Regions from separate parts of the Sus scrofa genome. Here region 1 is linked to region 2. The links are chromatin contacts, called in public Hi-C maps. All regions are on one chromosome and are shown on one strand. The core of a region is the stretch at or near the end of the contact, and the rest is flanking DNA. Distances in the headings are between cores, read along the strand shown.

The links. A called contact is a pair of places that touch in the nucleus more often than the background predicts.
Region 1: a Hi-C map of skeletal muscle shows a contact between it and region 2, with 5 times the contacts expected there. The contact joins the enhancer-like site here to the promoter of SKAP2 in region 2. A contact is called at or near these places in 15 of 47 Hi-C or Micro-C datasets (adipocytes, alveolar macrophages, brain and 10 more).

The regions. Positions count from the first base shown.
Region 1 is chr18:46,500,523-46,505,697 of Sscrofa11.1, reverse strand. No RefSeq gene overlaps it. Among named protein-coding and RNA genes, the nearest start is that of MIR148A, 88 kb to the right of the region's middle. Within about 2 kb of position 1,942, at least 34 of the 83 cell types and tissues checked have an H3K27ac peak or open chromatin away from gene starts, as enhancers often do. A contact at or near this core is called in embryonic fibroblasts, fetal skeletal muscle and skeletal muscle, where this site is marked.
Region 2 is chr18:45,634,122-45,639,265 of Sscrofa11.1, reverse strand. It overlaps SKAP2 (src kinase-associated phosphoprotein 2), which reads right to left and starts at 2,337. Exons shown (of 15, transcript XR_002340310.1): 1 at 1,660-2,337.

The DNA of each region.
Region 1 (5,175 bases), core at 693-3,192, 870 kb before region 2:
AAATTTCTTACGAGGTGGGGGGGGGAGGGTAAACTGAGATTGTAAGGCGATCCTTATGCCATCTGGCGGTTCCATGCGGAATCTCGCTGAAGAAACTAAATTTACCGACCATCTGTGTCTGGAAAAGCTTTGTAAATCTCGTCCTTTTGAAATCAAGGAAGGAAAGAGCCCCTTTCTCCAAAGATTAATTTAAAATCAGAGTTCGCTGTGTTGGTAAGAATGGAGAAGGAAATGCTGTGCGTTGAAAGTTACATTACATAGATTTCTAAGCTAAACCATCATATATGTGCACGACATAACTCTTGTTCTTTTTTTAATGGATAATTTATATTGTAGTGACATAGAGGTTTGGAAAAGGTCAAGGTGAGTTGTGTGAGTTGAACATTTTTGCTGCATTTATGCACTGTGCAGGCGTCTGTGCAATATCCACCACTGAACACGTGAGGGCGCGCTCAAATCTCTCCCGCAACTAGTAATTCGATTCCTTCCTTTATTTGCATGAATTGCTTTCATTGGATGTTAGGTTTTTAAAACGTCAGTTTTACGTGAAATCGTTGTCAACCAATCAGCAACCTACTCCAGCGTGATTGGTCTCTACTCTAGGTGTCAATCATCTTAAATTTGCATACTAGTCCTCTGGTTGCTTGGAGCCTGTCAGTCGATTGTGGCAGCTGTACAGGAAAGAATCGGACGGAGAAGAATGAAAAATCAGTTTGTTCCAGCAAGGCGAAAGAAAAGAATTATTTCGCTCGTTATTTAAAAATAAATTTAAGTGTATATTTATCTAATAAGACAAAGACATTCGATTAAACCAAAATAAGCATCTACCCAAGGCTTATAATTTTCCTTAATGTTTGCTGCTTTAAAATATCCATAAATAGTAAAAAGCATATTGAAACGCAAAAAGAATATCGATGCTAATAATTTCGTGTCGTAAATTATAGTTTTAAAATTAAAGGTGAACAAAGGATTTCTAAATAAAATTACTATGATGGTGTAAAAACACGGCTTTCAATACTTAGGCAGGCTGAAAGCGCTGCTTTAGAAGAAAAAAAATGTACCAAGGGGGACATTTAAAAGAAAATTGTTTTGCTTTTAACAGGACATATTTCCAACACTCTGCTCATTTTATGTATTTACCGAGCGCTCGCAGACAGAATAGTATTTGAATGGAGATTTTGTAATACTTTTATTTGCATATTTCTTCTCTCTCACGCCACACCTCCCAAACTAAAAAACAAAAGGAAAAAAAAAAAAAAAACTCAGGGCCTGCTAAGAGGTAATTACCAGTTTTAAATTTCAGAATTCGTAAAATCGAAGCTTTGATTTGCCAGCTACAAAATTCTTCTAGGGCTAATGTAATTTAAAATGTGTGGAGAGCTATAAGACGTTATTATCTCCCTAAAATACGTGCAAACACGAACAAATGACCTAACACTTTATAATAGGAAAACACTCTCCAGCCTCCTTCTGCTCAGCAGAACACGCAGAAGAAACTTGCCCGAAAGCGAGAATTTGGATGCAACAGGGCAACGCAGAAACATTTCTCTTCTCCACGAAGCCAGCCCTCGCCTCTGAAGAATTTTGTACTAGGCGTTAACAAGTATCAAAAGAAACTGGAGTTGTTCCTAAAACTTTGACCGGATTGGGAAATTAATTTCAAGCTACATTCAATAGCAAATGGATTTTTCCTTCGGTATCTTGTCTTTAACACTGTTGTTTTAGTGGTTGCTACATATTTCAAATTTTCTCTTTTTTTTTCTTTTTTCTTTACTCCTCCTCCCGCCCTTCTTTTTTTCTTTCTTTCTTCCAGTTAAGGATTACCACCTTGTTCTGGGTTTTGAAAGTTCGCTCAGATTTGCTGGTTTGCATAACTACAGGAGGCTAAGAGGCGTGTGTAACTGCTTGCAGGGGGACCGAACCGGGCCGTGTCAATCCGAGAGGAAGTGGCGTGTGCGGTGCATACGATGCCTTGGATTTGATACGAAGCATGATATAACGTGTGCTTTACAAGAAACACACAAATCAACAAAGTAATAAAATTAAATCGCTTCCTGAGGGTTTTTGACTCTCTTCTTCTGACCCAGTAAAACATGCATGCCTTCTACTTCTCTTTACTCCCTCCCCAATTAGCCTTCTGCTGGAGACCCCAAATCGCTTCCAGATTTGTCTCCGGAGCCCTTGAGCGAACGGTCTGTAACTTCAGCCTTTCTGACTCAGCAAAAAATGCCCGCAAAGAGGACTAAGGTACCTGAAGAAACAGCTTCAATTCGAGCACTCATCGCCACCAATATCACCCCCACCACCACACATTCACAGGTACACGCACACACACGCACGCACATACCCACACGCGCGCACGCGCGCGCACTCCCTTACTGTCAATCACACGCTCACGCCATAATGCGCATGCGCATTGGCGGACTGCGGCCCCTGTCGACCCCACGCCCTTTCCGTGCGTCACCCCGTCCGAAGGACCAATAAGAGGGTGGATTTGGGGGCTGGGCTACAAGGAAGCCGCCAATGAGAGCGCGGTGGGAAGTCCAGGATGGAGGGGAGTAAATCCTTCCTTGGTCCACGTTCAGCCGCCCGCGCGATGATTTATGCGTCCCTTTTATTATTTGTAACACTTTGGGAAGTTATTAAAAGGAAGATCTACTGCTTCCCCTTTTTCGGGTGGAACTGGATGGCAATATTTGTCAGTGGCGCTTATTAAGGAACAGTGAGGCGCAGTGGAAGGCGGTTGGATGCCGGGTTTGTTTGTGTGGATCCTGTATTTTATTACAAGACAGATTATCCTTTTCATTACAAGCTGTAGACAGGGCCAACTTCGAAGGACCTCGTAGCCAAATGATCTTCGATCACTCAGGGAGCTGAAACCTGACACCTTCAACTTTCGCATCTGTATTCTTGACGTTGGGAAGAGCTTCTTGAGGTGTTACAGCCTTTGGCTGCGAGAGAAAGAAGCGAATTACACACACACAACCACCCCCCGCCTTAACACGGAGTAAACCCCGGCTTTTTACGCTTGGATGCTCATTAAGAGTTAGTTGACTTTGTAGCGGATGCAATAAAACTTGGATGGTTTCAGGCCCCAAACAATCCTGGTTTCTGTTTTTCTCTCGCCCCAACCACACCCCCAAGGAAATTGCCTTTTCAGCAGGCGCCTGCGGGAAAGAACCGCAGGAGACAGATTCCCCTTGGAGACCTGCAGTTGCGGAGGAGGGGACTCTGAGTGTATGGAAATAAAGGGGGCCAAGGTACGAGTGCAGGCGGTGAGGGAGGGCTTTCATGTTTGGATTTGAATGTTCAGGACGACTAAGGGAGGAATCTACAAAGCCACAGTACCTGGAGAACAAGCTGAGAAGTTAGTGGTCACCCACAGAGCCGCTGACCACCCTGCCTATGGTTGCGCTTCTGCTCTGTGGAGGAATACTAGTCCGCAAAGGTGAAATAAACTGAAAAGAGCAAAAAAAAAAAAAAAAAAAAAGTACAAATTTGCTACTCCCGACCTCCAAATATAAATACCAGTTTCAAATGTAACGTAAAACAAGATTCCAAGAATTCAGGGATGTGACGATATATTGTCTTCAATGGCTAGGTCATCGGCACTTCAGTCGCCGGTCTGGCGATATTTGTATTTGAAATTACGAAAATCCGTGCAGGAAGGCTGCTGAGGGATAGGGGTGGGGGATGTGAGACCCAAAGAGGAGGCGGAGGAGGCGGTTAGAAGGAACCAAGAACAATTTGATCGCAGGGCTGAGTCGAAGGAAAACAAAACCGTGAACTTCAAAGCTCAAGCCTAATCCCCCTCAGGTTAATTTCTGCTTCCTAAAAAGTTGATCAGGGTCATAAATCACCCGCCACACCCCCGCCAGTCCTGCTTGGTTCCCCGGAGGTTCTCTCCCGACCGCCCGCCGCCTGAGCGCCGGGTGATCCCCCAGCACGAGGTCGTCAGCGGCCCGGAGCAGGAGGGCTCCTGGGGCTAGAGGGGGTGGGAGGAAGGCGGCGGATGGATGCGCGGGAATCAGTTTACTGGTGGAGGTGAGGACTGGGGAAGACGCGGGAAGCGGGGCGGGCACGACCCCAGAGGGGGCCCCTGCGGTGGCCACTTCCATTTTGCCGGGCCCTAAAATAAAACCCAACCTTCAGGTGTGTCTAGAGCACTGTTTGAAGAAGGTTACAGCGTGTTTAGAGATTTGCAAAGCTCTGCCGAGCAGTAAAGATTGGAAAGGCCTGCCTGAGATTTGTCAAATGACTTCCGGTAGTAGAGCCCCTTGAAACCCGGACGAGTCCCTGCAGCCTCTGATTTTGGCTGGTTAGGGGACTGTAGCCAGGTGCTGGACAGTGCGCTAGTGGCACCGCTGAGCCCGGCGCGCCTGGGGAGCAGTGAAGGATCCGCCCCCAGTCTGGAGAGGGCCCTCCTTTAGGGCCAAGCGGTGTGATGGTAAAAGTCGAGTCGAGGATTTTCCCCGGCATTTTCCATGCAGGAAACCCCAGGTGTGGACCAAGCGCCTTGCAGTTGACTCAGGTTGAGGGAAATGTCACCTGAATCCAGGGCTGGCCCTCCGGAAATGAAAGCCATCGCGGTGGAGGCTAGGGAGCGGACCTGCCCAGCCCAGGAAGGCCAAGAAAGTCCTCATCACAAGGGCCTAACGTTCCCCGCAGCAGCAATAAGTCAACAAAATTTTAAGAGAAAGCCAACGGCATTTTGTCAAAAACGCTACAGACAATGATCCTTGCCGTCCTGGACCCTTAGCTGGCTACAGCTCTTAGGAATCCATGGTTCTCCCGGATTCTTCCCAGACGGGCACCGATTTCTTTTCTCTAAGAATGACAGCTTGCACTTCCGCACGCCCCAGAGGGACGCCACTGTCTCAGAACCAACCACACCGCTGTGGTTTACCTGACTTTACAGCCTGGGCTAAGCCGGCTAAAAATAAACAACTGAAGGAGACTGTTGACCAAGGGGAGAGTGGGGAGGAAAGAAAGAAAACAGGGTGTCTGTTGTTGGACGAAAGTCAAGTCCCTCCACTACATCAGTTTTGGGGTGTTTTTTAATGTTGTGATTGTTCCTGCGTATTTAGATATCAAGACGTATATTCGAAATGAAAAATCAGGGCTGGTAGTATTCATTATCATAAATGAATAATTACTTAGATCCACACACGCAAA
Region 2 (5,144 bases), core at 1,088-3,587:
TTCTGAGCTCTCAATTACATTATACAAATAAGGGCTACATGAAATACTTGTAATCTATGGTGAGGAGAGAATAAAGAGTCTCATAACCTATATATCATGGTATCTGCAAATGTATGACTGTGGACCCAGATAGCAAGCTGTCTACTGTGGAGCTATCATGCTTTAAAAGCATGCACCCAGAGATCTATACTTCTTAAACGCAAAAATTCAGACCTAGAATATCCTGAAAATGGTGACATCTATTTTTGGAGGTATGATAAACAGTTCTCTGACCAGCAACTGAAATAATATTCTAAGCAAGGAGCCTCCAGCATTGTAACAACACAAATGTTAACTGTAGTAAGACAAAATCAGCATTCATTTGAAACTCTCATAGAATGGAATAAAAACTGCCTTAACTCAGTCTTCACAGTCTTTCAATATTTCCCTTAGTGGGACCCATTAATGACAACAAGCATTTCTCGGAGTAAAACACTATCCCACTACAAATGCATTCATGACACTGCAGTCATGCTCACACAAACATTAAGTTTGCATTCATACATTATCAGTTTTATTTTCTCTATTATATTCATGACATTAACCACCAGCATTTTAGGAGATTTGGTCTCACAGTGCTATAATAGTAACTCACCACTTAAAATGTCACATTTTAAATACTCCTTTAAGAGTTAAAATAAGCAACTTGTAACAAAGGCATCTAAGAGAAACTCTTTTAATCCAGTTGTTCAGGACCAATACTGAAAGATACTTAAGACAACTAAGCAAGAGTAAAACGATCCAAATTCAGTAGTCATAATTCTGATGTAAGCACGACAAAGTGAATAATGGGAAGAATTCCAGAGCATCAGAATAGGTAACATCTGTGCTACTCTAAATAAAGATGTATTTTTCTACCTCATGCAGAAATACAAATTTTTATTGCCCCTTACTGAAAATACACATCTCCATATCTAGTACATTAAAGAACTAGTAGTGTATTCATAATAGCCTTGAAAGTGTACCTTTAATTCCTAAATTCCCATAAACGTTCATTTAAAACTGAAAAGGGGAAGATGAGGGTGCAAAGATGAAGTACTGTACTTTCGTCGTGTGACACAGGAAGTTGGACTTTAACACATCCTTCCTTTTTTGTTTTAACATGTTACTCAGGCTGAAGACAAGTGGCTATTTGAAAGTCAGGCCCTCTTTGAAAAGCTCAAATATGAGTAGACTGAATGTTCAAGAAAGATGGGAGTTTTAGAAATGACAAACCCTGTGGTCCCATAACCCCTAACTCCTAACGCCTGTAGCTCAGAAATCTCTTTCTCCTCATCGGTCCAGCGACCAAAGAATTAGTTCTTTGATCTCTCACCTCCCTCCTCTCTCTCTCTCACACACACTCACACTCACACATACACACACACACACACAAAGAACTGCCCTGATCGCCTTAGTGTAGCCCACCAAGCAGGGCTTCGCCACCATCCTCGAACCAAATTTCAACACGCACGCCCACTCTCCTTCTCAGACCCCACTTGCCCCCTCCCAGTCCCGCTCCCAATGGCCAGAAGAGGTGAGCGCGGGCAGGGAAGAGGAGAGACGCTGAACGCTTCTGTCCCCATCGGCTCGCCGTCCCCCCGCCCCCGCCGCGTTACCCGCCCCCTTCCCGCTTTTTACCTGCCAACAGGTTCCTAATTTCCTCGGGGAGGGGGTAGGGAGAGGAGGTGCTGCTGGGGTTGGGCATGTCAGGGAGCGCGGAGCGTGCGGGGGAAGGACCTGTGCTGAAACGGGCTGGGGTTGTGGCTGCGACCTAGACTCGGGCTAGCGATCCCTGTAAGGACGGCGTGCCTACCAGTCCGGACACTGCCGGGCGAAGGCTCACAACAAGGAAGTCGCTGAAGTCCTGGCCACAGCGGCTGGACTCTTGGCCCAGCCCCGCCCGGCACTTCGGGGCGGGGCGATGGGCGGGGCGGTGGCCCGAAGGGACCCTGACTGCGCATGTGTGTCCCTCGGTGCGCCTCGCCTCCGAAAAGAGTCCGCGGTCAGGCCACACCCGCCCCTACGAGGGGACGAGGGAGGAGCAGCGGCTGGTGGGAAGCGAGCGGCCTGGGGCTGCGTCACCTGACCCGGGGGCTGAAGCGCCGCGCCGCCATTTTGGTCCCTGGCACCGCCACGACTGCGGGCCGTTTCTCCACGATCCCGGAAAATAAGGTGCCGAAAGGGCCTCCGGGTTTCCCGGTTAAGAGACTTACTGGCCTTTCATCAGCTCCGCCGAGGTTTAAAACCTCGCATAGTGCCCCACCTGAAGTTTTCGACCTCCCTAAACCCCTGTGGTCGTCTTTGTCTGACTGAATGACGGTAAGAGAGTCCCTTCTTCCGCCAGTCCTCCCGGAGGAAGCCGGCCGGGAGCGGCGCCGGAGAGCGCTCCGATTGGCTCTTACACTCTTTCCTACCTGGTTCAGACGCTTGGGAGGACCGATTGCCCTCGCTACGAGCAGGAGAGAGCTCTCAGGACAAAAAGCTGAACAGAGATAGGTACCACTGTCCACCTATAAGCATCAAAAAGAATATTGGAACAGAATTATAGTATCTGTTCCCTCCAAGCTGATCGTTTAATCAACAAATACTTATTGTCTCCTCTCTAAATCTTCTTACCGGATTTTTCTAAAAACCCCAGAAAGTCTGTGTGTGTGTGTGTGTGTGTGTGTGTGTGTGTGTGTGTGTGTGTGTAGGGAATTTTTTTTCTTTAGGTAAAAACTGCCATGGCAATGGTCCTTCCTAGATGCTACTATTGTGCTTTGAAGATTGTATTGTAGCGCCAGTCGCAACGTAAATTGTTTATTCTTCTATCCTTCAACCCTCACTAAATTTTAGTTTTCATTAAATTCAGAGGGAAACTATTACAGTGCAGATCCCAAAGTCCCACTTCTAGAAATTCTGCTTTCTAGCTGTTTAGCGTGAGACTTGATTGCATTTTAAACAAGCCCTGAATGTGATTCTGATGCTAGACATCCTGGAATTTGATGTTGAGAATCACTTTACTACTTTCCAGCTCCTACAGAACACAAAATTTGTTATAACTTGCCTTTCATCCCCACCTGGAACCCAAAACCTGACACAGAGTAATGGCTCTATTAATATTTCATACCGAAAATGTCAGACAGTAAAATAGTAAAAAAATTAAGTAGTCACATGCAAGTCATTTTAGTATAATTCTCTAAGAACCACACCAAACACTAATTGCAAAAGGAAGAATGAGAACATTTTGGAGTTCTCTCAAAATAAAATAAAAGACAATTTTACCACCACTGATGTAAAAAAATGCAAAGTAACAACAAAAAATACACCCCCAAACATACCTATTGCCTAAAATGGAATCTGAACTTCCTACTCAGTTTTAGAAATATTAGAAGAAGTGCTGAAAATCTGAATTCTTTTTGCTGGAGGTAAAAGTGAATAAGAGTCATCTTACAACATAGATCCTCCAACTTCAAAGAATTGATAATTATTCTTAAATGACAAAATCGTCTTCCTTCCTAGAGAAGGGAGAAACTGCTTTATGGACATACTATATTAGTAAGGATTCTTCCTCTCTTTACAGCTATCACATACAATTCCTTGTCATATTTTTTATTAAACCAGGCCTCCAAATGTTCCTATCTTTTATTTCTTTCTGATACAATTGACCAGAATTTTTTTCTCATGTCTCATTTATTTATTTACACTCCACTCATTCCACAAAGGAATTGAGGTGATTTACTACTGTATCGAATAGACAGTTTTTTGGATTGGATCAAATGGACACTGTCTGCTCTGCTCATCATGACAAGTCATTCTTGTTAGTGAAAGACAGGAAACTATTAAAATTGCCTTAAAATATATAGCATCTAATATATAGCATAGTCCAAATAAAGTAATAACAGAAAATGGACTCTTTGTATGAAACACATTCCCCCTATTTAGGCAACCATTCTCGGACACAGTTTCATGATGGATTCACGTGGGCAATGCTTTGTATACTCTATCATTTTTCCTGTTTATTGTCAAAGTTACTAAAATTGATTATAAAACACAAAGAGAAGGAGGCGCTAGAAGAAATATGTTCTTATTTCTCGTTTCTAAATGTTTCCATGACAAAAAGTAGGAAGGAAATCAAAACATACTTTCTATTTTTTAAACCAGTCATATTAGGTAAAAAGGAATAATAAATGAAACTTCAAATCTCAGCCTTAGAGAAAGCAGCTTCCCTACCGTTCTGCAAAGAAGAGACTCGATTCTGGAAGAATCTCATGATTTGTCTTCTCAAAAGTAAATCCTTCAGTTCAAAGGAGGGGTGTGTGTGTGTGTGTGTGTGTACATATATTTTTTCTTACAACTAAATATAACCCAACCACCTTCCTCACATCTTTCAAATTTAGCTTAGCTAAATATGTATTTGCCCACAGGCTTTGTTTTTAAAGAATCTAAATGAGCATTGAAGAAAAACGAACAGTATACTAAAACAGTGTATTTTCTCTGCCTCATCTTTATTTGGCTTTCATAGGCATGTGAAAGGAAGATTATATTTATACTTAGGCATTGTATTAGTTATCTGTTGCTACATAACAAACTTGGCTTAAAACGAACATTTAGTATCTCATGTAGTTTCTGGTGGTCAGGAATCCACAATCGGTTTAGCTGGATGGTTCTGGTTCAGTGTCCCTCATGAAGCTACAGTCGGGCTATGGGTTGGACTGCAATCATCTAAAGACTTCAATATTGCTAGAGGATCAGCTCTGAAGAAAGTTCACCCACAGTACTGTTGGCTGGAGCCCTCCATTCCCCTTTGCTGTTGGCAAAAGGCCTCAGTTGCTCACTACATGGACTTCGCCACAGGGCTGCTTGAGTATCCCCTTAACATGGCAACTGGCTTCCCCCAGGGCAAATGATCCATGTCGCTGGTGTTATCAGAAGAGTGTATTAGATAAAAACAATTGAAACCTTGCATTTATTTTGCAGCCTAATACATTTTTAGAACTTTTAAAACCCATTATGTCTTTTAAGTCATTTAGTAAGAGCTCTTTTAAAAGATTTTAGAAATGAAGAGTTGTTTTCACTTTCTAAATTTGTATCCCTCTCTTCAATTGAATATTCTAGGGCTGGTAGGTGTGAGTTTATCATTG